Linked DNA regions of Ovis aries: region 2 is linked to region 1. The links are chromatin contacts, called in public Hi-C maps. All regions are on one chromosome and are shown on one strand. Each heading gives the region's core, a stretch centred on a gene start, on an enhancer-like site or on the middle of the called end of the contact. The rest is flanking DNA. Distances are from core to core; before and after follow the strand shown. Region 1 overlaps CAB39L (calcium binding protein 39 like). Region 2 holds the start of ARL11 (ADP ribosylation factor like GTPase 11).

What was found. A called contact is a pair of places that touch in the nucleus more often than the background predicts.
Region 2: a contact with region 1 is called in a Hi-C map of tail adipose tissue, with 6 times the contacts expected there. The contact joins the promoter of ARL11 here to the enhancer-like site in region 1. A contact is called at or near these places in 9 of 16 Hi-C or Micro-C datasets (blood, hypothalamus, liver and 3 more).

What each region holds. Positions count from the first base shown.
Region 1 is chr10:19,252,322-19,257,518 of ARS-UI_Ramb_v3.0, reverse strand. It overlaps CAB39L (calcium binding protein 39 like), which reads left to right. Exons shown (of 10, transcript XM_060394366.1): 10 at 1-1,880. Among named protein-coding and RNA genes, the nearest start is that of CDADC1, 53 kb to the right of the region's middle. Within about 2 kb of position 1,943, at least 25 of the 54 cell types and tissues checked have an H3K27ac peak or open chromatin away from gene starts, as enhancers often do. A contact at or near this core is called in liver, muscle and tail adipose tissue, where this site is marked.
Region 2 is chr10:19,508,424-19,513,561 of ARS-UI_Ramb_v3.0, reverse strand. ARL11 (ADP ribosylation factor like GTPase 11) reads right to left here and starts at 3,246. Exons shown (of 3, transcript XM_012184473.4): 1 at 3,140-3,246; 2 at 2,632-2,712; 3 at 1-2,327. The coding sequence starts at 2,308. The coding sequence ends at 1,763.

The sequences.
Region 1 (5,197 bases), core at 694-3,193:
TGGGGAATTGATGAAAGCAACTTTAACACTTTCTTAATGGAAGGCAGCAAGGCTGTGGGCTTGCAGATGAGCCCTCAGTCACCACGAGCCACCAAGTGCTGGGAACTCGAAGGGTGGATGTCACCCAGTCCTCAAGGAGGATTAAATTCTCAGAGGAGAATTGGGAGTTGGGGCAAGAGACACAAAACTGTTTTGCCTATCTGCCCATTTGCCCACAAATTTCTTAAGGCACTAAGAAAATAAGATCCAGTATTTTCAGCCATTCCATATTCTATTCCCTGCCCACATCTATTAACCATAATCATTCATTCGTAGCTTCCTAGGAAACGGCTACCCTCCTTTCTGCTTATGACCCCACATTCCATCTCAATGAATCTCCTCTGCACACCTGACTCATGGTACACACACACACACATACACCCTACTCTGACCAGATTAGTATGGAACCAACTAGGTATAAACAGGATGGTCTAACAAGGATCACAGGCATGGAGGACCCACTGGGGTAGGATCTGCTCACTTGAACACTTGTAACCGATGGTTAAGAACCACAACTCTAGCAGAAGTAATTGCTGTTTCACAGACTTCTATAGGGTTAGTGAATATTTGGGATATTTCATTCATACTTCTTAATTTGGGAAAGAAGTTTTGTGGTGAAAGTGTTTTTCAGAGTAAGAATCATTGCATCGAGATGCCTAGTGTGTGTAAAACCACAGGTCCAGAGGTCACACAGGGCTTTAGACCACTTATACATAAGGGAACACTGCAGTTGGGAGGGCAAATGATTACACGCATGAAACGTCCTCAAAGGACTAAAGCAAATTTCACTCTAATTTCTGATCTGTCATGGTAATTTCACATCAGATTCTTCACTGAAAAGGTTTCTGTGAAAATGTTGGTCTCAAGTACTCTCTTGCATACTAGGATGATTTAGGAATTAATTTGTGTGTTTTAAAATAAAGGTCACGGTTTGTTTTCAGACATCAAGTGTACAAAATGGAATTTTAAAGCTATATTTACAAGACATTAAAAGTACAATTGTTAGTCTGTACTTTTTTTTTAATGATTCTTGTTTCCAGATCATGAATTAGTGCCTTCCATAGGAATCTTCACTTTTTACAATATAGGGTACTATGTTCTTGAACCAGATATTTCTCCAGCCAGAGAGGGGAAGATCCCTCTCCAGGATCCACACTCTTGTAGATTTAGCATCTGAAGCATTACCTGGCGTGGTTTCATCCTTCTTGGCTGCGTTTATCCTCGCCCCCAGCCCCAGCGTTGAATTCTGAGGCAGATGCTATTGGATCTGCTGGAGATTCTTGTAGCAGCACTGACCAGTGCTGGACCATCTGATGGCCTTCAATCTTGCATTGCTGAGGTCAGATTATTTTTATAACATTCCCTGACAGTCCAGAGTCTCTTCGAATCTGACTTTTCTGGTTTTGTTTGTTTAAAAGAGATGAGTATAAATATTAAAAAAAAAAAAAAAAAGGAAGAAAGAAAGAAGGCGCAGCAATGACTATTGGAAATTTATTTCTTTGCTTAAATACTGTCCCACACGTCATGTGGACAAGTGGAAAGCAAAGCCTTGTTAGAGTTCTTTTTTGATAAGTAAAACATATTTTATTTCCCCTGAGCTTGAATTAGCTCATTCCTAGCAAACCCCCGTAATAAATGAAGTAGCTGGGGTTTTGCTGTGATACAAATTTGTAAATTGTTAACGTGAGAAAGAGGGAGCCAAAAGCTCACAGTTAAAGTATGTTTGCATAAAAGTCACTGTAAATATTGTGAGATTTGAGTTTCAAAAAGGTCATATTTAATAAGCCATTTCAAAAGCACACATTTAAATAAAGACTGACTAAATGAAAAGGTGCCACATACTCCTTGGTTGGTTTCGTTTCTCTCTGCGTGTCCCGCCCCTGTGTTCTTGTCACCGCTCCAAACAGGGAAAGCACCGGCTGCCGGGAGGCCCCACGTCCCCCCGCCCTGTGAGGCTCACTGCCCTTGACCAAGGGCTGCCTGTCAGGCAGTAGACATTTCACGGGTGCTTCACTACAGCCAGAGTCATTCCCATTTTATATTTGAGGAAACCAAGGCGCTAAGGAGTTTACCCCAGACAACATGGACCAGAGCTGGGGAACAAAGCCACGGTGGCCAGAGGCCAAACTCCTACTCTTATGCTTTTTTTCATCCCCAGGGCTGTGAAGGAGGGGCGGGCCTGGGGGTCTGGACTCACGCTGTGCCCTCCCCCACTGCCGCCTGGCAGGCTCCCAGGGGTGAAGGCTCCAGAATGAAGCCAGGATGGATAGAGTTCATATTGTTTTTGGACGGGGCTCTGGCTCAAGCCAGGCGTTTGCCCAAATTTTAGGATTATTACCGTGGGAGGAAAGGCCAAGAGGCACGCGGTCTTTGAGCAACCATTCTGCCAGCCAGCCTCTGTGGCTGCCCGTCTTTGGGAGGCTCTGGGGAGCAGTACCTCCTGGAGGGGGGTGGGCAGCGAGCTTCCCAATGCCTCTGTCAGCAACCGCACTTGCTGGTCCATGTGACACTCAGCTGCTCTGAGCCACGGTGCGATCTGGAAACGACATACGACCTGAAAGTGACTGGAATCATGTGAAGGAAAATGAAATTCAAAAATCACTAGGATTTTTAAAATATGAAATGATGGCTGTTTTAAAGTAACTCGACGGGTCTTTCTAGTCTTAGAGGCACTTGAGATTTATATCTTTTACTTTTTTTCTGTGTTATCCAAAAGAATATTGCATGTATGGGTGAATCACCACCATCTTTTCATGCCTGTTCTTTCAGGAAGGTTTGGGCTATTTTAATGAGGGCCCATAATTAGATAAAGCCCGAAACAGAAAGACCTGGAAAAGCTAGACTTAGTCTTCCTAAGAAGATTGAAAAGACAGAAGATGGCTGTGAACACAGGTGTGATTTTGTATTTTGGGTGGTTTTTTTTTTTACATAATTTATTTTTGGCTGTGCTGGGTCCTTGTCGCTGCAAGCAGGCTTTCTCTGGTTGCTGCAGGCGGGGGCTACTCTAGTTTCAGTGTGCGGGCTTCCCACTGCGGCGGCTCATGTGGACCAAAGGCTCAACAGCTGGGGCACTCAGGCTTAGTTGGTCTGTGGCACGTGGGATCTTCCCAGACCAGGGATCAACTGCATTGGCAGGCTGATTCTTTCCCACCCTGAGCCACTAGGGAAGCCCGTGATTTTATTTCTGACGTACAGAAAGTGCTGGTATGGGGCTTCCTCGGCGGTCCAGTGGTTAAGGCTGTGCTTCCAGTTCCAGGGGCGTGGGTTTGACCCCTGGTTGGGGAACTAAGATCCCATATGCCATTTGGGGTGGCCAAAAAATTAAAAAATAAAAATACTAAAAAAGTTATTTTAAAAAGAAAGTGTTAGTACATGACTACCTAATGAAAGCAAAGTACAGCAAAATGAGCAGCCTAGCTGACGCTAAGCCTCTTCAGACACACCTTTGTATCAGTCCCAGAGGTGATGGAGGAAAGCACTGACTCACAGAAAGGGTGAGTAACTTCACCCGATCAAACAGCTGGCAGCAGAGCCAGGATTGAGGGCCAGGTCTGACCCCAGAGTCCAGGCTGCACGCCTGGGCCGTCTCCCTCCAAGCCTGCTCTTTAGCTCCACCCCCAGGACAGACACATCCTTCATCATGGCCCCCAAGGAAAAGAGGAAATCCTGCTGAAGGAGAACTCAGCAGGAAGATTTCAAAAGCTAGCTTCACTTCAGGGGGTAGCTTTGCTCCACGTGGTTGTCTGATCTTGGAAGAAGGCATTAGATCTACACGTGGGACAAGAGATTCCATCCTGAACTTCTGGATCCTTTGGAGCAATCTCTTGCCTCTGAAAAAAGAAAGTGAAAGTGTCAGTTGCTCAGTCCTGTCTGACTCTTTGCGACCCCATGGACTGTAGCCCACCAGGCTCCTCTGTCCATGAGATTCTCCAGGCAAGAATACTGGCATGGGTTGCCATGCCCTCCTCCAGGGGATCTTCCGACCCAGGGACCAAAACCCGTGTCTCCTGTGTCTCCTGCATTGGGAGGTGGGTTCTTTACCACTGGCGCCACCTGGGAAGCCTATGGTCGACTGCAGGATGGTGCAATTCACTGTAGAGCTGCCTTGGCTGAGCCCAGATTTGGAGCAGCTGAAGGAGAGGGTCCCCGGGGCCGGGGCGGGGGGGCTGGACCCCGACAACAGGCCCAGCCAGGAGGCCTGACCTGCCATGCCTCCACCTGCCCAGTGAAAGGGTGGCTGCCACCTCACTTCCATTTGCAAGGCTGCCAACTTTCTTTTGAGCCCAACCAAGCAGGAGAGGAGACCCTGGAAGCCTGTTGCAGCTCAGTTAAATGGACATGTTCAAAACTCCCCGTGTAGGTGCTGTACCGGGGGCTGTGTTCTCACATCCTCTTAGCATCTTACCCCCTTGAAGACCTCTGGCTGGTTTTCCCTCTTAAATGACACCAAAGTGTTGTGTGGAGTTGCTGGAACTACACAGACAGTGGGGACAACCATACCTGGACTTCATCCCAGCTCCACGACAAGGATTCGATCTTGAGAATCACTCACCTTCATTTTCCTAACCCGTAACATGACGGGGAAAGAGAAGCTGCTTCACGGAGAATCAATGAGATAAAATCTGTGATGTGCCAACCCAGGGTCACTCCCATGTTGACTCCCAGCTACCCCTTGGGGTTCACGGCCAGTGGGGGAGGGAATCACACTCCAGTGTGGAGTCCAGGTGGAAGGGGCCACAGGCATGAAACACATGTGCAGAGATGACAGGTGTGTGCCCTGAGTACTGAGCGTGAGGACACGGGGAGGGATCTCGGAGGGGAGCCTTCAGTGGCACCTCAAGGGTTTAGGGCCATCATGGAGGCAGCTGGCTTTTCAGTAGGAAGTGACCTGCATCCTGTCAGAGCAGTGTCAGTCTGGGGGGCAGTGGCCTGGCCTGGGGAGTGCTGAGCAAGGGGGTGCAAGACAAGGAGGAGGCTCTAAGAGCAACTGTGGCCGATCTGAGCCTTCTCTAGGTTGACCCGATTCCAGGTGCTTCACAGACACTAAACTCAAACCTTAGAACCTCCTGTGAGGAAGAGCTCTTACGATCCTGACTTTACAAATGCAGGAACTGAGGCTCAGAGAGCGTGGGTCACTGGCCAGGGATTGTCCGGTAAG
Region 2 (5,138 bases), core at 1,997-4,496, 250 kb before region 1:
CTTCCCCACCCAGAGCTCCCTGAGCCTGGAGGCCTTGTTCCCTTTGTCTGCATCGTTGTACTTTCCTGTGTCCAACACGGGAAGTCTTGAAACACATCAACTGGCAAGAGGTGGAAAAAAACAGGCACATCTAAGCTGATGTTTGAAGGGGAGACTTTGGGTAGAGGGACCTCTCAGACATCAGAGGGATGTCGAGGGCCAGTTGTCACGTGTCACTCCACAGAGGGCAGAGCCACCGTCAGGAGCTCTTAGGAGGCTGATGGAAACCCAAGAGGGAAAGAATATCCAACATTTAGAGCTGTTTAACACGAGAGGAGGTACCAAATGGAAGCAGCTTGCTATTAAAAATCTCAGATTATAGGAAGAATTCCTGGGTTGGATGAAGGATAAGACCAGGTTGGTGCTTCTACCCTTAGGGAGTCACAGGTGCCTTTTAAAATCTAATGAAAGTTTCTGATCTTTTTGCAAATAATTTCAGGAGCTTCTTGGATCCTAGGTAAAGATCACCTCACCTGAGAACCCTTCTAGGATGCTATGTTCAACTTCTTCTTTCCCTGTAAATAGTGAGAGGTACATTGCCGCTCTTCATATCTTCAGAATTCACGCCTCCCATCTGGAGGCCCCGCTTCATATCTAAAACTCATTGCCCTTTGCCACAAATTCCATGCTCGACATATTTTTGATTAAGTGAATGAATAAATGGATGAATGAAACCGATTAATCTGATCTCTAAGGGAATCTATACACTACAAGAAGAAAGAGAAGGAAAACAGAAAGAAAACAACGAAGTGTTCTGGAAAAAGACCAGCACAGGATAACAAAAAGGTGGAGAAGGGCCGTGCATTCGTGCGTTCACACTCAGTCGCTTCAGTCATGTCTGACTCTCTGCGACCCTATGCACTACAGCCCGTCAGGCTCCTCTGTCCGAGGGATTCTCCAGGCAAGAATACTGGAGTGGGTTGTCACGCCCTCCTCCAGAGAATGACTAGTCAGGGTCAGAGAAGGTGATTGCTTTTGGAAGGTCGGAACTCCCAGCCTCTGTCCAGGGCTGAGTGCCCCAGCCAACTTCTAACCCGAGATCTCTTGGAAGCAGATCTCTTGACCCTGCTGGCCCTGACTGCTTGCAATTTAGGGGGCTACTAAGGACAATCACTCATAAGATCGTGAACACATCCAAGTCTGATATTCTGATCTGATTTTGAAACCTCTTTCCCTCTGTGAATTTAGGTCTTAATTATTCGGCAGCTACTTGTTCTGTTATTACAGTTTCTCAGTTCACACGCGGTAATGATGAGTTACTAAACAAATTCTGTTGAGGTATTTTTCTTTCTTTGTTGTTTAGTCGGTAAGTCATGTCCGATTCTCTTGCGAGCCCATGGACTTGTAGACCGCCAGGCTCCTCTGTCCACAGGATTCTCCAGGCAAGAATACTGGAGTGGGCTGCCACTCCCTTCTCCAGGGGATCTTCATGACCCAGGGATCAAACCCACGTCTCCTACACTGCAGGCAGATGCTTTGCTGCTGAACCACCTGGAACACTTAGAGTATTCATTATTCCAAGAGTAGCTGATTTGCAACAGCAACACCGGTGGCAATAAGTCCCAAGACTTACACATTGTGTCTGAGCCTAGGAGGGTTCCTTGTTTAATAAACAGAACCCTCCAGGATTAGCTGGTGTTCCAGTCTGTAAGAGCAGAGAAGACAGGCTGCTCTGCCGAGATTGAGGCTCTCAGGTTTCCCGACAGCCGCCCCCTGCACTCACCTAGAGACTCGGGGGGCTGCGGTAGCTCAGGAGACGCCTCAGGCTCCCCAGGGCCTCAGGCAGCCCCTCACCGGTGAGGGCACTGCAGGCCCGCAGCTCCCAGCAGAGCCCCGGGAACCTCTGCAGGCCTAGCCTGTCTCGGATCTCGGGCAATGGCAGGGCGTGGGGTGCCTCCTGCTTGTTGGCCAGCACCAGGAGGGGGACGCCATCCAGGTGGGGGTCCTCCAAGACCTCCGTGAGCTCAGCCACTGCCTCGGGCAAGCGGGCGTCGTCTGTGCTGTCCAGCACAAACACAAGGACGGCCGTGCCCTCCAGGTAGTCCTTCCAGCTGGCCCTGAGCGGGCTCTGGCCCCCGACGTCCCAGATGGTGAGGCATGCCTGCCCAGGGGCCTCGAGGGGCTCCACATTGAAACCCACGGTGGGCAGGGTCTCCACCCGCTGGTGGCCCTTCAGTTTGTACAGGAGTGTGGTCTTGCCGGCCGAGTCCAGGCCCATCATCACCACCTGGGCTTCTGTCGTGTGACTTCGAGAACTCACAGACCCCATGGGGGGCCACTGCCAGACCCTAGGGAAGAAAGGCCAGGTGCACTCGTCGGGAGGAAGACAAATCCGTGTGGGCCATGGGAGAAGGGCTTCTACACCCAAGGTAATGTCCACAGTGTCAGCTTTCAAACCCAGGTCTGGGCTTTGAAAGGGCAGGGAAGAAGGGCTGTGTGAGTCAGCATCAGCTGACCTATTTCTGGGGGTCGGGGGGGAGGGGTGCCTGCTGCAGAGAAGAGACCAGGGTCTCCCCGTGAAGACATGGAACGTCAGCTCCCATTCCTTGGTAGTTAAGGCAAGGAGGTACAACCCACTTCTGCTAGACAAACCTGGTTGAGCAGAAGTGACTGAAGGATGTCTTCGATTCTTGCCGTTCCGTGGCTTCGAGCCTCTGGTGTCCACCTGGAAGCCTAAACCCCAAGGGGAAGTTATTTTGGGGTCAGTGCACTGAGAGAAGTGGGCAGGGGGTTAGTGGTGACTTCTGCAGCCTTTGGAACCACCCCGCCCCTGCCCCACCCAGGACCAGGCTGCCACCCCTTTAACCATGCCTATTTATAAATCCTGCTGACTGCAGGCAAAGGAACCAGTCAGAGCAAAGTGGTTTCCTCCAGTGGCTTACCGACATAAATCACCTCCAGAACATTACACACGTTTTTGAAGAATCTCAAGTGTTAAGACCAAGACCTGTCCCCACGTTAAGTCCCAAGAAACCTTGGCTGGAACAGGGGAAGGGACATCTCAGGCCCAGGAATAGATTTCAGCTGCCCCGTGGAGGAAAATGAGACGCCCTCTGTTCAATCCTCAGGCCAGGGGTAGAAGCGTAAAAATGACAATTACCTCAGAGTTACTAGGGAGTTACTACCAAGTTAAGAGTTACCGAGGCTGCCCGTCTGTGTGGTCCTCCCAGGGCAGCGGCTTTCAGTCCTGAGAATCCAGTATAGTGTGAGAGGATGGGGCCGGTTCCCCTTTTTCTGCTTCCCTCCCGGGCGGGTCGGGGGCGGGGCCGGCTCTGAGCCCCTCCCCCGGCGCCGCCGGGGCTCCGGGAGAAGACACCCTGGTGCCGCCAGGATGCCCTTTGCCCTTCCGCTCTGCCCTAGGAGCCTCGGCGCAGCTCCTGGGTCTCTGCAGCTCAGACTCCGTAGGCAGGAGGGCGGGCGCCTGGCTCGGAACCGGGTCGTGTTCAGCTGCTTCTCTCCTGCTCTTCCTCCCAGGATCTCAGATCCCCTCCAAGCAGAAAGCTGAGAACTGGACCTTTTCTTTCAGCTCATGCCTCCCTGTGTTTCTGGTGCCTGGAGATTCTTTCGTTTGCTTGGAACCATATGTGCTTAAGAACTGCCTAAGTAGGATTAAACAGTCTTAAAAATTAGGCCTAAAGTGTTGAAAGTAAACCAATATATATATAATATATATATTTAAATATATATAATATAAAATTATATATATAATTATATATAATTATTATAGATATATAATTTTATGGCTTACCTTATATGTGAAAGTGTAAAAGTGTTTAGTCACTTAGCTGTGTCTGACTCTTTGCAACCCCATGGACTGTAGCCCACCAGGCTCCTCTGTTCATGGAATTCTCCAGGCAAGGATCCTGGAGTGGGTTGCCATTCCCTTCTCCAGGTTTAATCCAGGGGTTAAACCCAAGTCTCCTGCATTGGGGGCAGATTCTTTACTATCTGGGCCACCATATATATATGCGTATATATCTATAAATGAGTTGAGTTGATGACGGACAGGGAAGCCTGGTGTGCTGCAGTCCATAGGGTCGCAAAGAGTCAGACATGACTCAGTGACTGAACTACTACTATTATGTTAAAATTAGAAGTTTAAATTTTTATTTAAAAATTATAAAGCTGTGTTAATGTAGTTAAAATTAAGGACGATTAAGCAGCTTTGTTAATTTTTTTTTCCTGAACAGTGTCACTATATTTTTCCCAGTAGAAATGATGGCCCCGAAAAATAGAATTTTCAAAACATTGGCCAGTCAGAAGCCCTTGCTTCTGCAGCAGATCCTGATTTGGATCTGGAGCGTCAGTGGTTTGGCTCTCATAATGGGTGACAACTCCGCTTTCCGGCACATTCTTTCATTAAAATGTCAGGAACCAAGCTGAGGTTTGTGATTCTCTCATCTTACCAATGAAGAAACAGGCTCAGACGGGATAAATAATTCGCTCACGATCTTGCTGAGGTTTATAATTCATCTCTTTCTCTTTTATCACGCCGTGTTACTCACCAAGGAAGTGCTTTGTAAATGGCAAGCGTCTTATTGTGATGACTGATACCATCAGGTTGCTATGTTTAACAGGAGGAAGCAACTGGGAAAAACCAGAAACCTAGGCAGCACTGTGCTGTTGAGGTTACTGTTGCTTTGTTCTTTTGTGAGTCTGTGGTTGTGGCTCCCGCAGTCTTGCGTGGGCTGTGTGTGTGTGGTAAGGGGTACCACACCTTCCCTTTATCAGGAAGGAAATACTCCCCCAAAGCCTCCCAGTCAGTTCTAATATCTCATTGTCCGAGAGAATGAAATGACTTGGTTTGGCCAGGCAGGGTTCACCTCTGAACATACTGTCTGTTTCTCAACAGCTGAATAAAGTTGCACTATTCTAAGCAAGAAGGAAGTGAGAATAGTGTTCGGTGACCAGCAGCATCTACTGTATTGCCCCAGCATTCCATGGTAGAAGGGTGTCTTCTTACAGCGCATGCTTTCTTCCAAGATTGTCCTAATGAGAATTAACAGTGTGCGTGTGTGTGTGTGTGGCCGGGGCGGGGGGCGGGGGGATGCGGATTGGGGAGGGATGTCCCCAGTGTTCATACTTGGTTGCTTAGGTAG